2 separate regions of the Mus musculus genome follow, and region 1 is linked to region 2. A link is a contact called in public HiCAR-type data. All regions are on one chromosome and are shown on one strand. Each heading gives the region's core, a stretch centred on a gene start, on an enhancer-like site or on the middle of the called end of the contact. The rest is flanking DNA. Distances are from core to core; before and after follow the strand shown.

Region 1 (5,137 bases), core at 2,397-4,896, 990 kb before region 2:
TTTGACACTATTCTCTCTAATCCCTATCTGGTGCTGAGGGCCTGGAGGATTCCTAGAGTCTTTTTTTTTTTTAATTTATTTATTTATTTTATGTATATGGGTACACTGTAGCTGAACAGTTGTAAGTCTTCATGTGGTTGTTGGGAATTGAATTTTTAGGATCTCTGCTTGCTCAGGCCCAAAGATTTATTTATTATACATAAGTACACTGTAGCTGTCTTCAGAAGAGGGCATCAGATCTCATGACGGGTGGTTGTGAGCCACCATGTGGTTGCTGGGATTTGAACTCAGGACCTTCGGAAGAGCAGTCAGTGTTCTTAGCCACTGAGCCATCTCTCCAGCCCCAATCCCAGAGTCTTAAGTGTACATTAGAGTCCCAAAGAAGTTGGTTCTAATATTGGTGCATGAATGCTGCAACAACAGGATAGATGGACTTGCCAGCAAGAATGAAGACAAGCAGGCAGGAAGCATTTGCCTCATTCTGTAGCCCTGACCATCCAGCCAAAATATAGTCTCCAGCTCATAAATCAATATTCAGCCAATCACACATCTGGCTATTTCATCTTTCAAATAAAATGTATAGCCAGGTACCCTGCCCATAGTGGTGCTCACTGTGAAGATTTCCCTACACTCCAGGGTTCTCCAGAAGGTAGTATGTGCTTTGAATCAGCATTCAGTATATGGTGCTGCTTCCATAGCCAGTCTAGGTATCAGGAAGTGGAAGGAATGATTCCATTCACTGTTCCCCTAGAATCCAGTAAGAAAAATTGTGCTTCCTGATTCTATGGCGTTCTACCCTGCTGTCCTAGAGGTTTTAGTACTAGAGAGTGGGGTGTTGCTGTGAAGAATCTGGCCATGTTTTATTTATTTGTTTTGTTTTAAGGTATGTGGAAGGCTTTGATGTTTTAGATTAGTAAAGTAGCTGCATTTTGTAAGCAGAACATAATGGGCTCTTGTAGTAGGAACTTGAAAGTCAGTAGCACTGAGGCTCATACTCACGCATGGACTTTACCAACAGCTAGGCTGTGATACCTTGGCTAGGAATCTGGCTGCCTTCTGCCCTTGTCCTGAGAACTTGCCTGATGCTAATTAAGTAATAGACTAATCTCTTTGGCAGAGGAAATTTCAAGAGAGTATAGCATTGAGTCTGTGGTTAGGTTATTATTGATAACCCGTATATAGTTCTACACTGAAAAAGAGCAAATGGAACAGAAAGAAATAACAACATATATAACCTGGAGGAAAATAAAAGCACTAGGAAGTTTAATGTTTACAGCCAAGGCATCTCTGTCAAGAGAGGCTTTAATTGTTTAAATAGATTAGTTAAGGCCAGTCCACATTGGACTGTCCCTCATTGGAGGGTAAGATGCCCAGGAAACAAGACCTCATACAGCTAAGCTTCTACCTTATGAGGAAGCTTCAACATACCGATGTGGTCAAAGGCAAAGAGGGCCCATCCCAAGCTAGCTGCTGATCTTGGCATGTTATCTAAATGGTATTGGCCCTAGAGGCGTGAAATACACAAGAATTGAGGAGTCAGGAATTCTTCCGTAGTTTCAGGGAGCTATGAGTCCAGGAAGTGTGTGGCAGAGGAGTCCTGCATGAAGGACAGCCCTAAGAGGACAGGAAGCCATATAAGATTGCTGCATGAAGATGAGAAAATGAAGGGTGGTTTGCAGTGGAAAGCCCAGATGGTGGAGATGCTGTGAGATGTCTGTCAGGAAGTGGAGCTGCTGCAGCACTCTGAGCCTGTCTGTGCCTGTCTTGCCCTGCTCTGTCATGTGCTTGGGATAGAGTCTGAGGCTGTTGGGCCCCTCCATTTATGCTAACCCTCACTTCTCCCCAAAGACTACTCTGAAGGCTGATGTACTACTCTGTTGTGGTTTCTCTTCTGATCCTGTTGTTCTCTGCTGGAGTGGTTTGGTGCCTTCATTTTGGATCTCTGCTTCTGGTCAGTTCCTAACTGCCCTCACTGTTTTCCAATACACCTCCAGAGGTTCGTCTGTTTTGTTTACTTGTTTTTAGGTTAAGAGAGTTCCTGTTTCCTCTTTATGAAGAGTGCTCTCAAGCACTAACATTTCTGTTCCTGGATTAGCTCAGAAACTGCAACCTCTGTCCTGCTCTAGCACCTGGTGACCTGAATCCCAGTGTTGAACTTTATATTCTTCACAGCCTGCAAGGTTATTACTGTCTTGTTATCACCATGACACCTCCTCTTAATGCCCTGAGTCTGTTACACAAATGTCTTGTGATCCTTGCTTTTTAGAATCAGTTAACTGGGCAGAGTGTATGAGCTAGCATTAGGGCACGAGGACTAAGATCCAAACAGACTCACTGCGACTAGGGAGTATTTCTGGCTTTTGACCTCCCACAGATAATACCATATCATTTTCTAAATTTGATCTGAAACACATGTTGATCTGACCCGTGCTTAAAATTCATAATTTTGGTATTACTTAGTTATATGGTTATCAGGGTATAGAGCTGTGACCTGTAATTTTCCCAGAGTTTGTGAGTTACAACATCCAATTAATTGCTTGTATTTCATTTACTGTGGCTTTGTCCTTTCCCTGTGTTGTGCCCTCTCCTCAGTTTCATAAGTTTTCAATGGTAATTGTGCTGATCTTAATTTCTTGAGTGAAAATTATGATCTGTTTCTGAGACAATTGCTGTAAACATGCCACTTGCCAGTTAGACTTATTTGGTCCAGACTTGACCAAATTATCGTTTTAGAACATTTCTGTTTAATTTCAGCTACATTTCAGTGCACCCCCCACCCCCACCCCCATACCCACCCTCCCAGCCCCACCTACTGCCCATGAGGCTCATTGCAGCTGCTGGAAGTTTCCAGACAGAGATCTAGTACTGTGGTGATGGATGCAAGTTCTCCACAGGGTTTCAGGCAGAACTACAGTTCAGGAGGAAGTAAAAACAGCCTGTGGAAAGTGGGAGAAAAGTGGCCTCTCTCCTATGGGAGAAATATTCAGCCATAGAACCTTAATTGCTGTTCTGTACTTTTCTGTTGTCGTGCCTCAGTGCCTCTGGTTAAAGCCGTCTGCCCATGGCACTAATCAGCCTGTGACACTTCGTCACATCATAGTTGGACACTGGTGTGGCAGGAACATTGTTCTCAGATGGGTTTCTCCATCTGTAGCGTTGAAATGTGTTTATTGCGTAAGCATAGCTCCTTATCAGCTTTGTGTTCTGAATCATAGAGGCTTCCCAGTGCCTTTAGTTCTTCATTATCTCTGATCAAGGATGTTATCTCTAGCCTATCTGACAAGTATTTACCGGAGATGTGCTGTGTCTCTCTTCATCCTGTGAGCTCTGCTAAGAGTTGTTTCTCCAGGTTTAAGTAAGGTACACAACAGAGTACTTTTAAAGCCTTCTTGTTCTTTTTCTGGGGCATGTGTAAATTGTAATTCTGGCAAATCATACATAGATGGCGCTGTTGTTCTATAGTTCACATACTTCCAGGACACCCTCCTTTGATATTTGTTAACATTTAAGGTGTACTTCATTTTTAGTTGAAATATTTTGTTACCACTTCAACAGAATTAACAGTAGCAGGTACAGAATAATCCTGTGTTACAGTAGAGAGCTGTGTGTGTATGCTGCTAGCAAGTCATGAAGAGCACGAGAAGGTTGTCAACTTGTTGCTGTAGAGAGGGAGTGCTCAAAAGTAGTGCTGAGGCCAGGCCTTGGCTCTGTGGAATTTCATGTAACAGCTAATCAGAGCAAGCTTACAGAGCAGGGCTAATGTGTCCTCTACAGACTCTACTGTTTGTATGCTTGAACTGTTTTTAAATGTTTTCATTTCTTTTGGCAGAAAAAAACCAACTGGATAGGATATGAAAGCTAAGAAAAGCAATCTTAATCTTTGACAGTGTCTATCTAGTATGGGCACTCACCTAAACCAGTGCAAACCACGCAGGAGGACGGGCAGGCAGGGCTACCCGAACAACTGTGCTTGGGGGATTTGAATCGCTCGATCATTGTGGGAGTGGCGCATTTGCACTAGGACATTCCTGCCACCAACTAAGTTCAGCCTTACCACAGTCATCATTTCTCTGTGATTTCTTGTGGAAGCAAGCGTGACCCACGGACCCATGCACCATGCATTCCTCTTAGGTTCTAGTTCTGTGGGGACCTGGCTGTCGCCTACGGGTTTATATAGTGAGCCATCTAGCCACCAGGAACCAGATACAGTTATAGAATCTACACTTGGAAATTGCAGACAAGAAACATCCTCTCTTGCCTTTACAACTTAGGTATAGCTAAGAATTTGTTGAAAATAATTACTTTGTTTCTTGAGCCTGTAAGATTAAGAAAGGCTTTAGTGCCTTTTCCCCTCAGACATTTGTCTCCCCAGGTAGCCCAGGCTGGACTCAAACTTGTGGCAGTTCCTTTGCCTTAGCTTCCCAAGTACTAGGGTGTCTAGCGCATGACTATGCCCAGATTTAATTTTTAAAAAAAGAAAAAAATGGGGAAAAAAAAGGTTTGTCTCTTCAAGCATAGTGCTTATGTTGAACCCATCTTTGAAGAGAATGGGATGTAACAGTTGTATAAACGTTCTTGAATCAGCAGAATGAAATGGTAAAGCAAGGGAGAAGCCTACAGTTGGTATTAGTAGTACCAGAAATGAATCTACCCTTGATAAATATGGCCCAGTGTGCTACCTAGCAAGTTCCATGTGGTACTGTCACTTGGCTTTCTAATGAGGGCATAGTGTGCATAACGTGGGGACTACCATCTGCTGGTAGATTACTCCTGCTATTGTGTGTGAAGTACACATTGGCTCCATTTTTCCATTTCCCAAACCCTTCATCGAGAGCCCACTATCTGAAGGTATCAGGGCTTCTCAGAACTCCCTCAGTTCTGGAGCTGTTTAGCAGAGTGGCTACATGACCCCAGAGATCTTTAAGAGAAGTGGTGCCTTGAACATGCCTGCTTGTGAACAGCACTTAGTTAGTAGTAGTGGTGTTGTTGTTGTTTTGGGGTTTTTTGTTTGTTTTGGGTTTTTTTTAAAGATTTATTTATTTTTATGTGCATTGGTGTTTTGCCTGCATATATGTCTTGCGAGGGTGACAGATCCCCTGGAACTGGAGTTATAGACAGTGGTGAGCTGCTGTGCAGT
Region 2 (5,126 bases), core at 2,541-5,040:
CTGAGGTGACTTTCTTGGGGACACATGAGTAGAAGAGGATAGGACAAGAGGGACTTCTAGGAAAATCCTATGGCTTAGAGGATAGTGAGATCAGCCCTTTACTAATAGGAAAGCCTTTCTCCTTGTGAGGGAAGAAGATTCTCATATATGGGGATCACTTCAAACATGAGGATAACAAACAATGAAATCACTTCAGACATGGAGGATCACCTTAAACTTGAAAGATTATCATAGGTATGGAGGATTACCTTAGACATGGAGGATCACCTCAGACATGGAGGATCACCTCATACATAGAGGATCACCTCAGACATGGAGGGTCACCTCAGATATGATCACCTTAGACATAGGGGAATCACCTCAGTCATAGAGGATCACCTCAGACATGGAGGATCACCTCAGACATGGAAGATTACCATAAACATAAAGGTCACCTCAGATAATGGAAGATTACCTCAAATATGGAGAATCACCTCAGATATAGAGGATCACCTCAGACATGCATGCAGGTGTGCCTTTCACCTTAGCTGTGGTGTCACTTTGGACACAACGTGTATGTAAGTTTCATCATTGTAACAAATGCACAAGGCAGTTGGTTTATAAGGAGAAAAAGTTTACTTGGGCCCCTAGTTCTGAAGGCTTCAGTTCATAACTGATTATCACTGTTACTTTTTGGTCTATAGCAAGGGCAAGTGATCACTGTACCAGCATGTGGGAAATAGTTGACTTCATGACTGAAACGAGAGGGAGCTATTTCACAGTCCCTTTAAGGGCATTTCTCCAATTACCTAAAACCTCCTCCTAGGACCCACTCCTCCAAGGCCTCACCACTTCCCAGTGATAGCATGTTGGTAACCTATTCTTTAATGTACAGGTGTTTGAAGACATTCCAGAGCCAAATTATAGCAGGATTTCACCTTGAGTATGGGGGATCACCTGGAGTGTGGAGACTACTCCAGGTCCAAGGATCAATCATCTCAGACGTGGGACAGTTTATAGTTTGAACGTGATATATTTCCCACCAGCTCTGGTGTTTGAGCACTTAGCCCTTCGGTGTTGGTGTCATTTTTGGAGGTTGTAGAACCTCTGAGGGAACCACATACATGGTGTACAGATATACATGCAGTCAAAATATACATACACACAAAAATTTTAAGAAAATAAAAGTAAGTGATACAGGGCATTGCCTCAGGCATTGGGTGTTATATCAGACATGAGGGACACTCAAGACATGGGGAGCACCTCGTAGGTAGTGCATCACCTTGGACACAGTTGTCTTGTGACAAAATGTCTTCCTGTGGGCCCCTTCAAAACTGTGAGAGATATGAGTGGCCACAAAACCCTGGAAAGAATCTCAAACCCTGGAAAGAGTCTCAGAAAACCTTGATCCACAACTCAATTCCCAAGTTCCCAAAGCTTGATCTACAGCACCAACTCCCAGAACTGTCATCCACATGACTACCCATCCCCCACCAAAAGACACAACTCTTATCTCAGTCAAGCCATTGGCTGTCCTTATAACCCTGAAACTTGATGCTTCAATCTCTTCTTGCATAGCATGGCAGCAAATAGTTTTAGTCTGGGAGGAGGCTTTTTTAAAAACTGTGTCTTCAGGGCTGAAGAGATAGTTTAGCAGTTAAAAATACATATTGCCTTTACGGAGGACTCAGGTTTTGGTTTCCAGCACCCATGTGGCAGCTCACAACAATCTATAACTCAAGCCAGTGTGGGATACAGTGTAAAAATCCAAACCGGGTGTGGTGGCGCACGCCTTTAATCCCAGCACTCGGGAGGCAGAGGCAGGCGGATTTCTGAGTTCGAGGCCAGCCTGGTCTACAAACTGAGTTCCAGGACAGCCAGGACTATACAGAGAAACCCTGTCTCAAAAAAAAAAAAAAAAAAAAAAAAAAAAAAAAAAAAAAAAAAAGAAAGAAAGAAAGAAAGAAAAGAAAGAAGAATCCAACCAAAACCAGAGACAAATTAGATTCCAAAGAGTTCTAGAGTCCCCACAGTATTGTGTTTCCAAAAGAATTGATTACTATGTCTTTCTAGACTTACTGGTGGAAATAGAAAAGGCTAAACTTAGGGAGGAACTGTGACATTACATTGCAGGCCAAATGTAGAGCAAGACAAGAAAAAGCTGAGCATGAAGGAGACTCTGCCAGGTGGATGAGCTGTGTACTCTTGTTTCCAGAACAATGTAGCCACCATTGCCGTCAATGTAAGCGAGGAAACAAAAGGCCCTTTGGGTGTGTGCAGGGTGCAGCTTGGCCCAGCTCTGCTCAGTGTTTGTGTGTGTTGGGGAGTGTGGTGAGGTGTCAGTGTCAGAGGAACCAGAGGTGCTGCCCTGCCCCCTGCAGTGTGAGTCAACATCTGGCTTCCCAGGGCTTCTTTGGAAAGGGCTGCTGAAATGAACTTAGTCTCTGCCCCCATCTGCATCTGAGGAATTGCATGCCTGTCCTGCCAGGCAGACAGAAAGAAGTAGCTCCCACACGGAATTCTTGAATGTGGGTTAGCCGGCTGTGTACACCAGCAGCTCAGTTTGTTAGCAGACTTCTGTTGCTAATGTTTGCCTCCTTTCCATTCCTGGTTCCTAGGACACCCCAGGGGAAGATTCAGAGTAGTGGATGCTACTAGGCTTCAAGTTCCCTGGCAATGACAAATGACCTTTTTACCCTTGGAAGACGTGACAAGCTTGCCTTCTCCATCACACCTTGCATGAGTCTTTAGGTTGTTCTCTGTCAGCCTCAAACCCGCTCCGAGGAAACTTCTACTCCCTCCTTTGACCCTTTGGACAGGAGCCTGAACGCTTTAGTAGGCTTCCAGACAGTGCTCTTGAAAGAACCAAATAGCTTCAACCAAGGTTCCACAGGGGCAGGGCTGTCCTATCACTGGAGGAGTACCCTCCCCTGACTAGCTAGTGTCTGTAGCTTCCACTTCAGAAAAGCCCTGCTGTTCCAGATGCACACCCCGCTTCCATAGTTCCTGTAAGGTTAATAAACTACACCACCGCATTTGGTTAAGCTTCCCTGTAGAACGTCAGTCTTCTCTCCCTATGTGATTGAGGGCAGGAAGAAATCACTTCTTTCCTTTGTATCTCTGCACGGCAATTATGACCTTATTTCCTGAATCAACACTAACTAGCAACACGCAGTTTCAGAAACAAGAAAGGCTAAGTGGGAGTTTTGTGCTTTGGCCCATCTGGAATGACGGTCAGCCTGGGGGGCCTGTCCTAGGGTCACCCAGCCTGTCCTGGGAAGGTGCTCAGCAGCAGATCCAGAGGGGCCGTCCTATTTGCCCTCAAGCGTCTCGCCATGAATGAATGAGAGGGGAAATGAATGAACTGGGCTGGATGAGCGAAAGGTGTCAGCAGAGAGCATTCTCGGTCCTTCGGATTACCGAGGCTGGTCACGTCGTCGCAGGTGATAGGCCGGTGGCCCTGGTCTCTGCCGGCTGTGAGTTGCGCAGCGGCCAAGCACCATTCCCCCGCGCCGCAGTGGTACGCGCCACTCCGGGGCTGCACGAGCGGGCCACCGCCGTGCCAGGTGAATGGAAGTCCCGCAGGCCGGAAGTGGACGAGCCTACTCGCCCGGGCGCGGGGGGGCGCAAGAGCGCGCAGCATCTTCATTGAGGAACCCGGGCGGCGAACATGGAGTTCCATGTGCGTCTTATGTAAAGAGAGCGACGGGCGTCTCCACCAATTGATGAGCGTAGCTCTCAGGTTCCGCCCCGCCAGTATGCAAATGAGGTGGCACTCCGACCAATGGCGCGCGCAGGGGCGGGCTCAGCGCGCGCGGTCACGTTTTCCACTATGTGACAGCGGAGGGCGACGCGGCGGCAGCGGCGCTACTGGGACTAGCGGCTCCGGGCGGCTGCGGCGCAGGCCGAGCGCACCAAGTGACGGGCCGAGCAAGGGACAGACGCGCGGGTTGACGCGGCGAAGCGGTGAGTGGCGCGGCGCTGGGCGGTGGCGCGGTGCTGGGCGGTGGCGCGGACCTGGACGGCCGTGGTCGTCTTACGTAACCGGCGGCTCGGACAGCTGGAGCTGGGGTCCTGAGCCAGGAGTTGCCGACTGTGCAAACGGCTGCAACTCGGCAGAATGTAGATGGAACTGCGCGGTGACCCTTTTCCAGGTTCACACTGCTGTCCCCATTTCTCAGGTTAGGCACTGAGGTCGGAGAGATTAGTTAGGCATCTTGTCCGAGGACACAGAGACATTGAGTGATCACGACACCAGACTGAGCACGCCGACTCCCATGGTGCTGTCCAAGGAAGCCAGGGTCAGTGCAAACTGTTCCTAGGATGGGTCCAGAGGGTCCCCTAAGGAGCTGGCTTCCTGCTATGAGTTCAGAGAGTCAAGTCTGGCCCTGGGGGAAGGACCACTGGTAGGCACTGACTCCCAGCGGTGGGAAAGGGGTTAAACAGAGAAATACCCAGTGCCAAGCCACACCTGCCCCTCCCCGCCCCTATGTCAGGGAGACCACTTTGTCCACCCACTTTGATTTCCGTGGCATCCTCCACGCCAGTATTTCCTGTCTCCAGATGGACTGGGAGTATGTCAGGAGAGGGGGGAGAGGTCCACTCTTAAGCTGGAGCAGTCACATCGTCATCCTTTGAGACATACCTTGGCTGCCAAGCACAGACATGGACCAAGAGGTGGGCGGTGGCCTGCTTCTTCTGCAAGAACCCTGGTTGCCAGGGTTTCTGTAACGTATACACAAGGAACCAGTTTGGAAAGCTGATTCATACGGAACAAGGGAGCCAGAAGGCTCCCTGGAAATCATCCAGGGTAACCCCTAGCTTGAAGAGGCACAGCCACAGGCTGGCAAGCTGTACCACTGTAAAAACCAGGCCTGGCAGTCTCAGGATCTGTTTCTCCTCCTTGGTCCACATGCTTACCAGAGGTGCAAACCTGAAGGGAAGCATGTCCACTCTGTCTTAGTCTCTGGAGTCTAGGTCGGATTCGTCTGATAACCAGAGTCTGTCTGCCTCAAGGCTTTAATTTAAAAAAGTCGGTTTTGTGTGTGTGTGTGTGTGTGTTTTAAGATATGGAAAGCACCACTTTGTGTACGTTGTTGGAATCTAAGAAAGCCAGGGACTCCTTTATTTTAATGGTAGCTGTACAG

Evidence for each region. HiCAR-type assays count read pairs that join an accessible place to other places.
Region 1: a HiCAR-type map of astrocytes shows a contact between it and region 2, with 2.5 times the contacts expected there. The contact joins the enhancer-like site here to the promoter of Per2 in region 2. A contact is called at or near these places in 3 of 39 promoter capture datasets (the 3T3-L1 cell line, the C10 cell line and embryonic stem cells), 2 of 484 Hi-C or Micro-C datasets (the P5424 cell line and cortical neurons) and 4 of 115 datasets of contacts at active chromatin or transcription factors (astrocytes, embryonic forebrain, extraembryonic endoderm stem cells and 1 more).

The regions. Positions count from the first base shown.
Region 1 is chr1:92,452,275-92,457,411 of GRCm38.p6, reverse strand. All of the region lies in intron 8 of Ndufa10 (NADH:ubiquinone oxidoreductase subunit A10), which reads left to right. Among named protein-coding and RNA genes, the nearest start is that of Mir6900, 9.7 kb to the left of the region's middle. Within about 2 kb of position 3,646, at least 14 of the 459 cell types and tissues checked have an H3K27ac peak or open chromatin away from gene starts, as enhancers often do.
Region 2 is chr1:91,457,992-91,463,117 of GRCm38.p6, reverse strand. Per2 (period circadian clock 2) reads left to right here and starts at 3,790. Exons shown (of 23, transcript NM_011066.3): 1 at 3,790-3,945.